Regions from separate parts of the Mus musculus genome. Here regions 1 and 2 are each linked to region 3. Evidence: chromatin contacts called from public Hi-C data. All regions are on one chromosome and are shown on one strand. The core of a region is the stretch at or near the end of the contact, and the rest is flanking DNA. Distances in the headings are between cores, read along the strand shown. Region 1 overlaps Slit3 (slit guidance ligand 3). Region 2 overlaps Slit3 (slit guidance ligand 3). Region 3 overlaps Slit3 (slit guidance ligand 3).

Region 1 (3,060 bases), core at 319-2,818, 360 kb after region 3:
TCCAGCAATGACAAACAGAAGGGGCATGCCTAACTATGTGGAAAACACATTTTCCACCAAACATCACTGCTCTCAGCATTGAAGATGCCTTTCGGAGTACTATGACACGGTTACACTGTAAGAGGGTAAGAGGGGCCTCACAAAGCGCATGCAAGCTTGGTCTCCAGCGCAGTGATACAGGAATTGATAAAATACCTGAGAGTGGAGCGGGTAGAGTGACCTAAAGTCACTTACAGTATGCCCTTAATAGGGAATGCAAGACCTCGGTCCCTGGCTACTCATTTCATGATGTGTGACCTCTTCCCTGCCATTGTTATCCCCTATGACGTGACATGCCAGGGCCTCCTTGTCAGATCCTGTACACATACACACACACATACACACACACAGATTCCTAGACATGTGAGCTGAATAAACCTCTTCACTTTATAAAGTTGGTCTGCCTTGCCTATTTCATGATAATAGTTTTTTATTTATTTATAAAGACTCCTCCTGGTATCGTTAGTATATAAACCAGCAAGCGCCAGAGCAAAGAGAAGCAGGAAGACCAAGATTCAGAGATCGTGGTTGGCAGTTTCCTATTTGTGTTAGAATGTAGAAGCCACAGTATGGGGGACAGATGGCTGAGCACTTGGGTGCAGGGATGTCTACAAGACTATGAGAGACAGGGCTGAGGTCTGTGCTGCAGGCATGAAAGGGAAAGAGAGGCTGTTCTGTGGAGATTTCTTTCTGACAGCAGCTTCTTCATCACCTCCAGTGCAAGCTGGTCATTTAGAGGAAGCCAAGTGGACAGTCATTCTGGTATCAAAAGTATTGGCTCAACATATACAATCAATCCTCTAAACAAACAAAAATCACAAATCAGACAACACAAAACAATAACCAAAAGCCCAAACAAACCCGCCAATGTTGAATGCAGTCATCAAGTGACCCTGACTCTTTGCCATCTCTTCCTCGACCCCATTCCTAATGCTACTGTCTGCGCACCCCAAAGGCCCCCCACCTCCTCACAGTATGTGAAGGCATGCCATGTCCCAGACCTCACGGTAAACACTGAGGGTAAACACTGGCTTGCTTTCCAGGGCGAGTTGGAACAGCCGCACTGAAATGCCACCCACCCGTCCACGCGCTGAAGTTCCACGGAAGCCTTTCAGCTCCTGCTCTCTCCACAAAGAGCGCCGGGAAGATGGTTTCCTCTAGACTCTTCACATTTCCAAGGTCACCTGCATCTAGGGACAAGTCATAGGAGTGGCTAGGATGTTGCCAAAAGTGTCAGAGGAGGCAGCACCTGTCGGCCCCTAATCCAGGGCTGCTTGCCCTGTGCAGGAAACGTCCCTGCTGGGGTCCTTGCAGACACTCCAGCCAGGCCCTAATTAGTGCTGAGCAAGTGCTGCAGTCCCTGCCTCCTCTTGGCTGCCCATATGGCTGGACCCTGCCCCTCACCTCACGGCTGGCAGGAAAGATGAGAAGCCTGTCTGTCTCCTTTCTCTTCTTCACAGATCAACCATGCGGTACATTTCCCTCCCAGCCCAAGCCTGCACAGCCTGCCCTGTATATCCACCGGCTCAGCATTCACAGTGCCAACTAACCTTGAACTGAAAAACATTCAGAAAACAATTGCATCGCCACTCAAAGGCCCAGCCCTTTTCTTTTGGTCACGATTTCCCTAAACAATGGTAGTATACGGTGACTAGTTATGTAATGTTATATTTTACACATAACCTAGAGATGATTTAGGAGATATGAGAGGAATGACTTGTTAAAGGTAAATGGTGTGCCATTCTATAAAAGGCTGGAAAGTACATGGACTCTGATATCTACCGGAGGAGCACTGTCCTTACAGCCTGTCCCTCCCCGCCCCTGTAGTCTAAGGGACAATTGCACTCTGGAACCTAGAACCTAGGAATGTTGGAAGAGGACAGAACAGAAAATTCAGCTTCCCTCCCACGTTTTCCTGATCTAACTGTGCCTCTCGGCTTTACTGAAATTCTTAAGAGCTGTGGCTGGGCCCATCTGCCTGTTCCTTAGTGCTGTAACCCCGGTCTTTCATTCCAAGTAGATGGAGACATGGGCTTGACATTTCTGAAACCCTAGAGAGAACTATTCTTCTTCTAAGCTGTGGGCCTTGAGGATGGTGAAGGGACTGCTTGTATTTCTGTCTGGTGATAACCTCTCCCACAGGGTGGCAGCTCCAGGAAGGAGGCCACTGTAGGACTCCACAGAATGACAGACGCAGGCCCCCAGCCATGTCTTGGATCACAGGAGCCTGGGAATACAATGGGATTAGAGCCATCTTCTCTGTTTGAGTCTGGCTACAGAGGCAGGAAAAATAACCACCTGGCTCTCTTCTCTCCCGCCAATGAGATTTTAATTCCTCCCAACTCTCCTACTTCAGGCCTTGGCTCACATCGTGTCCTCTGCCTGGATTCCTGTGCCAACTGCCTCCCAGTGTGGTCTTAGCTGGCTTCCTTTTCCTCTTCCTCTCAGCTTATGTGTTTCTGCTTCTGAGAACCTTCCCTGTCCTCACTGGCCGGCTCAAAGGCAGCTCTGGGCTCTTCCACCACCACACCCCATTCTCTCTTCAGGTTTACCCCCACCACCACCACCACACTGCAGTTATGTTCTGTTACCGTAAAGTGGGGTACCCAGTAACCGTGCAGCGGACCTTTGTGGAATAAGCTCTCTAGGCAGATGGCAAGACAGTTGTACTCATAGATGAAAGGCTACGATGGAAGACAAGAGCTTTCAGGGTCAGGTAGCCTGCGTTCAAGTCTCAGCTATGACATCAGGATGTGGGAACCATAACATATGACAAAAAAAGCCTTGGTGGACTCATGCACAGACTAGGCACAGCATGCCCCAAGGGCCAACAGGAAACTACTCCTACTGGCATGGGGTCCAGAAGGGTTTTCCCAAGTCATTTTTTCAGGCTATGGAAGATGCCAGGTTGGGGGTGTGACAGATGGAAAAGAAGGGCAAAAGACGAGATGGATTAGTTTGTAATTAATTAATTGCAATAATTTACAATTATTGTAAGACTGAAAAATGGCATCTTCAACT
Region 2 (3,146 bases), core at 96-2,595, 440 kb after region 3:
GATCTTATTTCTAATTGTTAAAAAGGATGGCGAAATCATACCACATGAAATTAGCTGTCCTCTCAGTTTCTAAGCACACAGTTCGGAGGTAGGAGGCACAGTCATGTGGACTGTATTCTCCTGGCTGTAGGACGAATCTCCAGGACACTTCCGTCTCACACAATTATACTATCCATTTAACAACTCCCTGATTTTCCCTTCTAACATCCCGGGTAGACACCATTCTACATTCAGTATCCATTAGTTGCTTTCTGCTTAAATAAAAAAATAAAATCACGTTTGACATCGTGTTTGCACACTCTTATCATGAAACTGGAGGACTCAAGGCAGAGGAACCTAGTTCCCTGCTTAGAGCAGCTCCTATGTGTTCAGTGATAAGTCTCTTCATAGCATATAGAGGTCACTGGTCCCACTGAAGGCATGGTGTTAGGACTGAGGCTCATCAGTGCTGGTTTTAGGCTTGGCTGGATTATTCTCTCACTGTAGAGCTAAGGACAAGTTACTAAGCCCTTTGACCCTCTGTTTTCCAAATGCAAATGACACTACTCCTCTGGTTCCAGGAAGAACTGGCCTAGAACATGTGGAATACTGAATGTCACATGAAGGCCCTCGTGATAATGATGCTAGGGATGGCTGCTCCCAACCTCTGCTCTGCATACCAAATGCTATGTTTCCTGCGGCCCTGGCAGTCTCTCCAAGTAGAGCTTAAGGCTGGGTTGTTATTGTCCTCTTGCCTCTTACATAATAAATTCAAAGCCAAGTATCCAGGCCAGACCGAGGCCACATCATCTCTCAGGGGTGCTGTAGCAGGATCTGGTCATAGTTAGCTAGCTTCAGGTCCTGAATCAGGGCACTCAAAACCTTCACAGAATAAAAGTACCCGGGCCCATTCCCAATCTACAATTCTTCTGCTTCTTTTCATCTACAGTTGCGACTTCTTCCACCCTCTCCAGACACTGATCTGCTCTGAGCACTCTGCCTTTCCTGAAAAGGACTCTCTTGGGGACCCTTTGGACAAGAACTGAGTCCCTCTTTGGTTCTGTCTGGAGCCACCCTTGTCATCATAATTGCACAAAGTCTGGGAAGAATTCAGTTCAGACACCCAACTCTCGGTCTAGGCAAAACCCCTAGAGTCTAGCCCACTGCCTCTTATAGTAGTGGACAGAGTATTTAGTGTGCTAAAAGCCCTAGACTAGCAGCTAAAAATAAAGCCAGCCTGGCTCTGAGGCTCCCGGAAGGAAAGGAATAGTTTTCATTTCTTTGCCGGTATTTATGGCTGGACAAAAATAAAAACACAACCAAATTTAGCCAATTGTGCTTTGCCGGCTGCTTCTCAACCCCTGAATGAGGATTCCTGGCGGCCAGGCTGGGCTCTGATCCCAGTAGCCCCAGGGCCTTTCCACCGTTGACTGGTTGGTTCGCGTGCCAATTCTCCATATCAGAAGCTTAATGTTGTATTTCTAGATCACTCTAAGACTTATTCTGTTTTCCTTGGTGAAACAATTGGACAATGGTCTTCTGCTTGGCTCCCTGTGGGAGCACTAGACTGGTTTGAAAGTCAAACTTCAAGCAAGGAGGCCAGTTATCCGAGTTATTGAGTATGGAATAGAGAGAAACAAGCTGTTCTCCTGAAAGTTGCAGATGGTGGTTGGCCTTGATGCTTTGATGCCACCTGCTTTGATGTGACTCTGGCACTGGAGGTGGCCATCTCTAGCCACTGTTCGAGTTAGAATGAACAGTGGGCTGAATGTAGAGCCGAATGGACCTGGGTGAGGCCAGCAGAGATAAGGTCAGCAGGAGGCAAGGCAGGTTAAGCTAGGAGAGGGCCCATGCATGTGCCTCCTTTTCTTCTATGAGCAGAAGCACCTCTGAGCTTTGCTCTGGATCAAGGTCAAAGCCTCCTGGTTGCTGAGTTGCCCTCATAGTTTTTCGACTTCAACTGTGGAGCTTTAAGAAACACAGCTTGTCTTTGTAAAGGGGTTGTTGAAGACCATCTTGCATTTAGCCATGCGTGCAACACATGTTCAGAAGCTTTGACCACTGTTGAACTGAACCATTTCAGTGATCCACAGACCGATCCGTGTATCTGTCCATTAAACTCTCCTTCCACCCTGCCATCTCTCCAGCTCTTTTAAAATAAAAGCCTGAACGAAAAGACGAATGAGATACAATCTCTTCTTTAAGACCATGTGTGGTTGAGGAAGACAGATGTGAAGTATAAAATGACACCATGATCTTGTAAGCAGAGGTGTGACAGGGACATGGAGGAGGGGCAGCTAGGTAGTCCTAGTTTAACAGTGTCCCAAAGAAAGAGAGTCTGAGTTCCAGTTGGAAGGATAAGTGGGTCTCTTCAGAAGCCACACCCTAGGCTTAGAGTCTATGCATTCCTGTAGATGGCAGAGTCTACGGGCTGTGTTGGGGGCAGTCTTGTACTGCTTTTGTGAGGAAGTTGGGAGCAGCCTTTATGTAAGATAAGCAACAGAAAGAGTATCATCAAGAAAGCGACCATCTGGTTAGAATTTGAAGAAGTCCTCTCCGGTGGCAGTAGAGTTGAGGACCACCTATAGAGCAGTCCTCTCTGACTTGGAAGGGGGCGACACAGAAATTAAGGAGGACAGTTAAGAGGGCTCTAGAGTTATGAGTGTAGGCTTCGTTAGTAATAATTAAGCACCAATGCAGAGACAGAAACCAGGTGTAACCAGTAGGTTTGTGAGTGAAGGCCTTTATGGGATGAGGGACTGGCAGCAATGAAGGGAGTAAAAGTGGCCCTCTGAGCTCAAGCTTGGGTAATGTATCAGTCAAAGACACTAGCCATCAGTGAGCAAGGAGAAGAGAAAAGGGAAGAGCGGGGTACAGAAGGGGAGTGTGCTACTGTTCAGAACTTCTGTAGCACTGAGATCTCCCAAGTTCATCCACTTAAGCCTACTACTAACACTAAAAACACAAGTCCACCTCCATTTGAAACACTTTGCACACACTCGATTCATAGACATGCCTAGAGGCCAACACTCTTACCATCCCTGAAAAAAAAAAGACACAGTGGTTAAAGAAGGATCAGGCACTTACCATAGCAAAACAGCCAACCTGATGATGTGGGACCCAAAGCCAGATGCCTGATACTAAACCTGTAGCTAATGGGGTAGTAA
Region 3 (2,960 bases), core at 455-2,954:
GACCTTGGGGACCCCAGGGACTTCCCAACATCCTCTGGGACGAAGCTGAGATAAAGACAAAGGGAGTCATTGCCGGGTCACTCATTCCTCATGAGAAGAGGAGGTTGTGTTGAGAAGGCAGAGTTCAGGCTCCAGCATGAGCAGTTCCCCAGTTCACAGGCATCTCTGGCCTAAGCTGCCGGCATGGATACAGGCTGGGAGTCCATGTGAGTTTTCGATTCCAGCTCCCCCTCTTCTTGGCTGATAATGGGCGCCAGACCTTTAACCTCTGACAGGGTTGCCATGAGAATTACGTGGGAGCTTTCACAGAAGGAGGCACTGTGCATTATGTAACAGAATGTGTCAGCAGTAGCCCCCGCTATTATTTGGCACACTTGGCACATAGTAGGCATTCTATAAAAGCTAGCAGATGGTATTGCTATTTGTTTTATTGAGGTTTAAATATAGTCCATACCATGAGCAGGGGGAAGTAAGATATAACCTGTAGACCTGTGTTCTATAAAGGGACACCCCCCCACCTCCCACTTTCTCCTTGGCTGGTTGGTCTGTAGTATAGCTTTGCTGTATGCATTTGTTCTCAAGTTCCAAAGGTGAGTCCAAGGCCAGGCCAGACTAAGAACTGCAGTCGTTTGGAATGAGGCAGAGTTCCACTGGATCAGGCTCTTCTTCAGGGTATGAGCTGAGGAGGAGCCAGTGAGTGGCAGGTGGGGATGATTATGCCAGGTAGAAGGAACAAGGACAAAGGCTCTGAGTGGGTGACCTCAAGGCCCAGACTGTAGACACTAAACCTAACATCCCAGGGATCCTCTTGCCCCCATGGCTCCTGCTTCTCTCTTGGGACACAGACCCTATACTTGGGACATGGATCCTGTACTCTCTTGGGACATGCAAGCTGTACTTTGTAGGACCCAGTAGCACCAGGGCTGGGGAGGGGGTAGCTGCTGTATATAGTTTTGAGCCATGGGTTCAGTGACTTGAGTGCATGCCAGGCCAGGGTGATCATGGTAGCCTTCCCACTGCCACTGCCACCTGCTCACCATCTGCCTGAGAAGAGCCTGTCCCATCTTCTGTTGCTGCCAGTGTCTATGGCTGGGACAGTGACTATGCATGGGACTGGGGGTTCTTGGCTGTGTGCTTATTGCCAGCTGAGCCTGAGGCGTAGGGCCAGGATAGCCTCCACTGTGGGCCCAGAGGTATCCTCCCACTCTCTTGCCTGTAGGAGCCTCAGGCCCCTCTCCAGTAGCTGGAAGGCTGAGTCCCTGTCTGTCTGGTTCTTTATATGAGTCCATCCCCCACACAGAGGTTTCTGAGAGGGGAGAGTGAGAGGAAATGTGTGCTTTGAGGAGCTATCTGGCTCCCCCCCCCCCCCATGCCACAGTGACTCAGGGCCCGCTTTCTGAAAGCCGGTGTCTGGAATGGAAAGTGTAATAGGAATTCTCACTCACGGTATTGAGCACGTTCTCCAGGCTTCAAGCTAAGTGTTTTATATTCATGATCACATATAATGTTCCCAAGAACCCTGTGAGATTAGTACAATTGTCATTACACTCCCTTTTATCAGATAGGGAAGGCAGACTTGGAAAAGAAGGAAATAGGCCTGAGACTTCACAGCAGTTAGTGAAACAGGCGGCCAACAGATGAGCCCAGACGGCTGAGTACATATTCAGCACCAGGCACCTCTATGCTGGACCATTTGGTCTGCTCCTCTGAAAACCTGGGCTCTGGAGTGGAGTGGACTGGAGCTGAGTCTAGGCAGGCAGCTACATGCCGTAAGGAAATGACTGGTCCTTGTTGACCTTGTTTTTATGTCCCATGAAATAGGAGTGAGGTAGAGTATGACTAATCCAGGAATTCAAAGTACAATGACACATTTGGGTGCTGATACACCAGAAGTGGAAAAAAATTCTACCCTTGACTTCAGGTCATGGTCCAAATGAGGGTATAGTAAAAATGCCTTCAATGACAGCCTATGTATATATATAAACCAGGTTAATTTCATTATTAGATTTGGGTTCTGTTTCCTAGATATCTTTGAGTGTGACTGTGTGTGAGAGCATGTGTGTGAGAGAGTGTGTGTGAGTGTGTGTGTGTATGGTGTATGCCACAGTGCAATTGTGGAGGTTAGTGGATAACATTGTGGAGTTAGTCCTTTTATCCCTCCTTTACAATGTGGTGGTTTGAATACATTTGGCTCCCAGGTGTTTAAACGCTTGGCACATGGGAGTGACACTATTAGGAGGTGTGGCTTTACTGAAATAGGCATGGCCTTGTTGGAGGAAGTGTGTTACTGTGTAAGTGGACTTTGAGGCTTCCTATGCTCAGGTTCTGCCCAGTGAGGAAGAGACTCTCTTCCTAGTTGCCTGCATAGGGCAGTCTCCTCCTGGCTGCCTGCAGAGGGCAGTCCCCTCCTGGCTGCCTGCAGAGGGCAGTCCCCTCCTGGCTGCCTGCAGAGGGCAGTCCCCTCCTGGCGGCCTGCAGAGGGCAGTCTCCTCCTGGCAGCCTTTGGATCAAGATACAGAGATCTCAACTCCTCAAGCACCATGTCTACCTGCTTCCCGCCATGATGATAATGAACTGAACCTCTGAAACTGTAAGCCAGCCCCAACTAATGTCCTTTATAAGACTTGCCTTGGTTATAGTGTCTCTTGGCACCAACGGATATCCTAAGATCCATGGGTTCTGGATATCCAAGTTATGTCACTACATTTGTGTGGTAAGTGCCTTTGCCCATGGAGTTAACTCAGTGGCCCGTCTCTTACTGGGACCTGAGTCTTGACCACTTGTCTAGGCAGGCTGATCAACAAGCTCTAACCATATGACTGCCTCTGATGCCCAGTTCTGAGATGATAAGTTAGCATCATGATGCCTGGCTTTGTCATGGGTTCTGGGACCCACACTCAGGTCTTCAGCCCCAAGATAGTTTAGTATGCACATGCAAGTATTATAAGATCCAGAAACAT

Evidence for each region. A called contact is a pair of places that touch in the nucleus more often than the background predicts.
Region 1: a contact with region 3 is called in a Hi-C map of cerebellum, with 1.7 times the contacts expected there. The contact joins two enhancer-like sites. A contact is called at or near these places in 4 of 484 Hi-C or Micro-C datasets (cerebellar granule neurons, cerebellum and nephron progenitors).
Region 2: a contact with region 3 is called in a Hi-C map of cerebellum, with 1.5 times the contacts expected there. The contact joins two enhancer-like sites.

Annotation. Positions count from the first base shown.
Region 1 is chr11:35,303,674-35,306,733 of GRCm38.p6, reverse strand. The region is part of intron 4 of Slit3 (slit guidance ligand 3); the gene reads right to left. Gm46277 (a long non-coding RNA gene) reads right to left here. Exons shown (of 2, transcript XR_003949657.1): 1 at 1-3,060. Among named protein-coding and RNA genes, the nearest start is that of Gm46277, 17 kb to the right of the region's middle. Within about 2 kb of position 1,568, at least 14 of the 459 cell types and tissues checked have an H3K27ac peak or open chromatin away from gene starts, as enhancers often do. A contact at or near this core is called in cerebellar granule neurons and cerebellum, where this site is marked.
Region 2 is chr11:35,230,085-35,233,230 of GRCm38.p6, reverse strand. All of the region lies in intron 3 of Slit3 (slit guidance ligand 3), which reads right to left. Among named protein-coding and RNA genes, the nearest start is that of Gm33453, 5.5 kb to the right of the region's middle. Within about 2 kb of position 1,345, at least 29 of the 459 cell types and tissues checked have an H3K27ac peak or open chromatin away from gene starts, as enhancers often do. A contact at or near this core is called in cerebellum, where this site is marked.
Region 3 is chr11:35,667,060-35,670,019 of GRCm38.p6, reverse strand. All of the region lies in intron 26 of Slit3 (slit guidance ligand 3), which reads right to left. The region is part of intron 2 of Gm46278 (a long non-coding RNA gene); the gene reads left to right. Among named protein-coding and RNA genes, the nearest start is that of Gm46278, 8.1 kb to the left of the region's middle. Within about 2 kb of position 1,704, at least 24 of the 459 cell types and tissues checked have an H3K27ac peak or open chromatin away from gene starts, as enhancers often do. A contact at or near this core is called in cerebellar granule neurons and cerebellum, where this site is marked.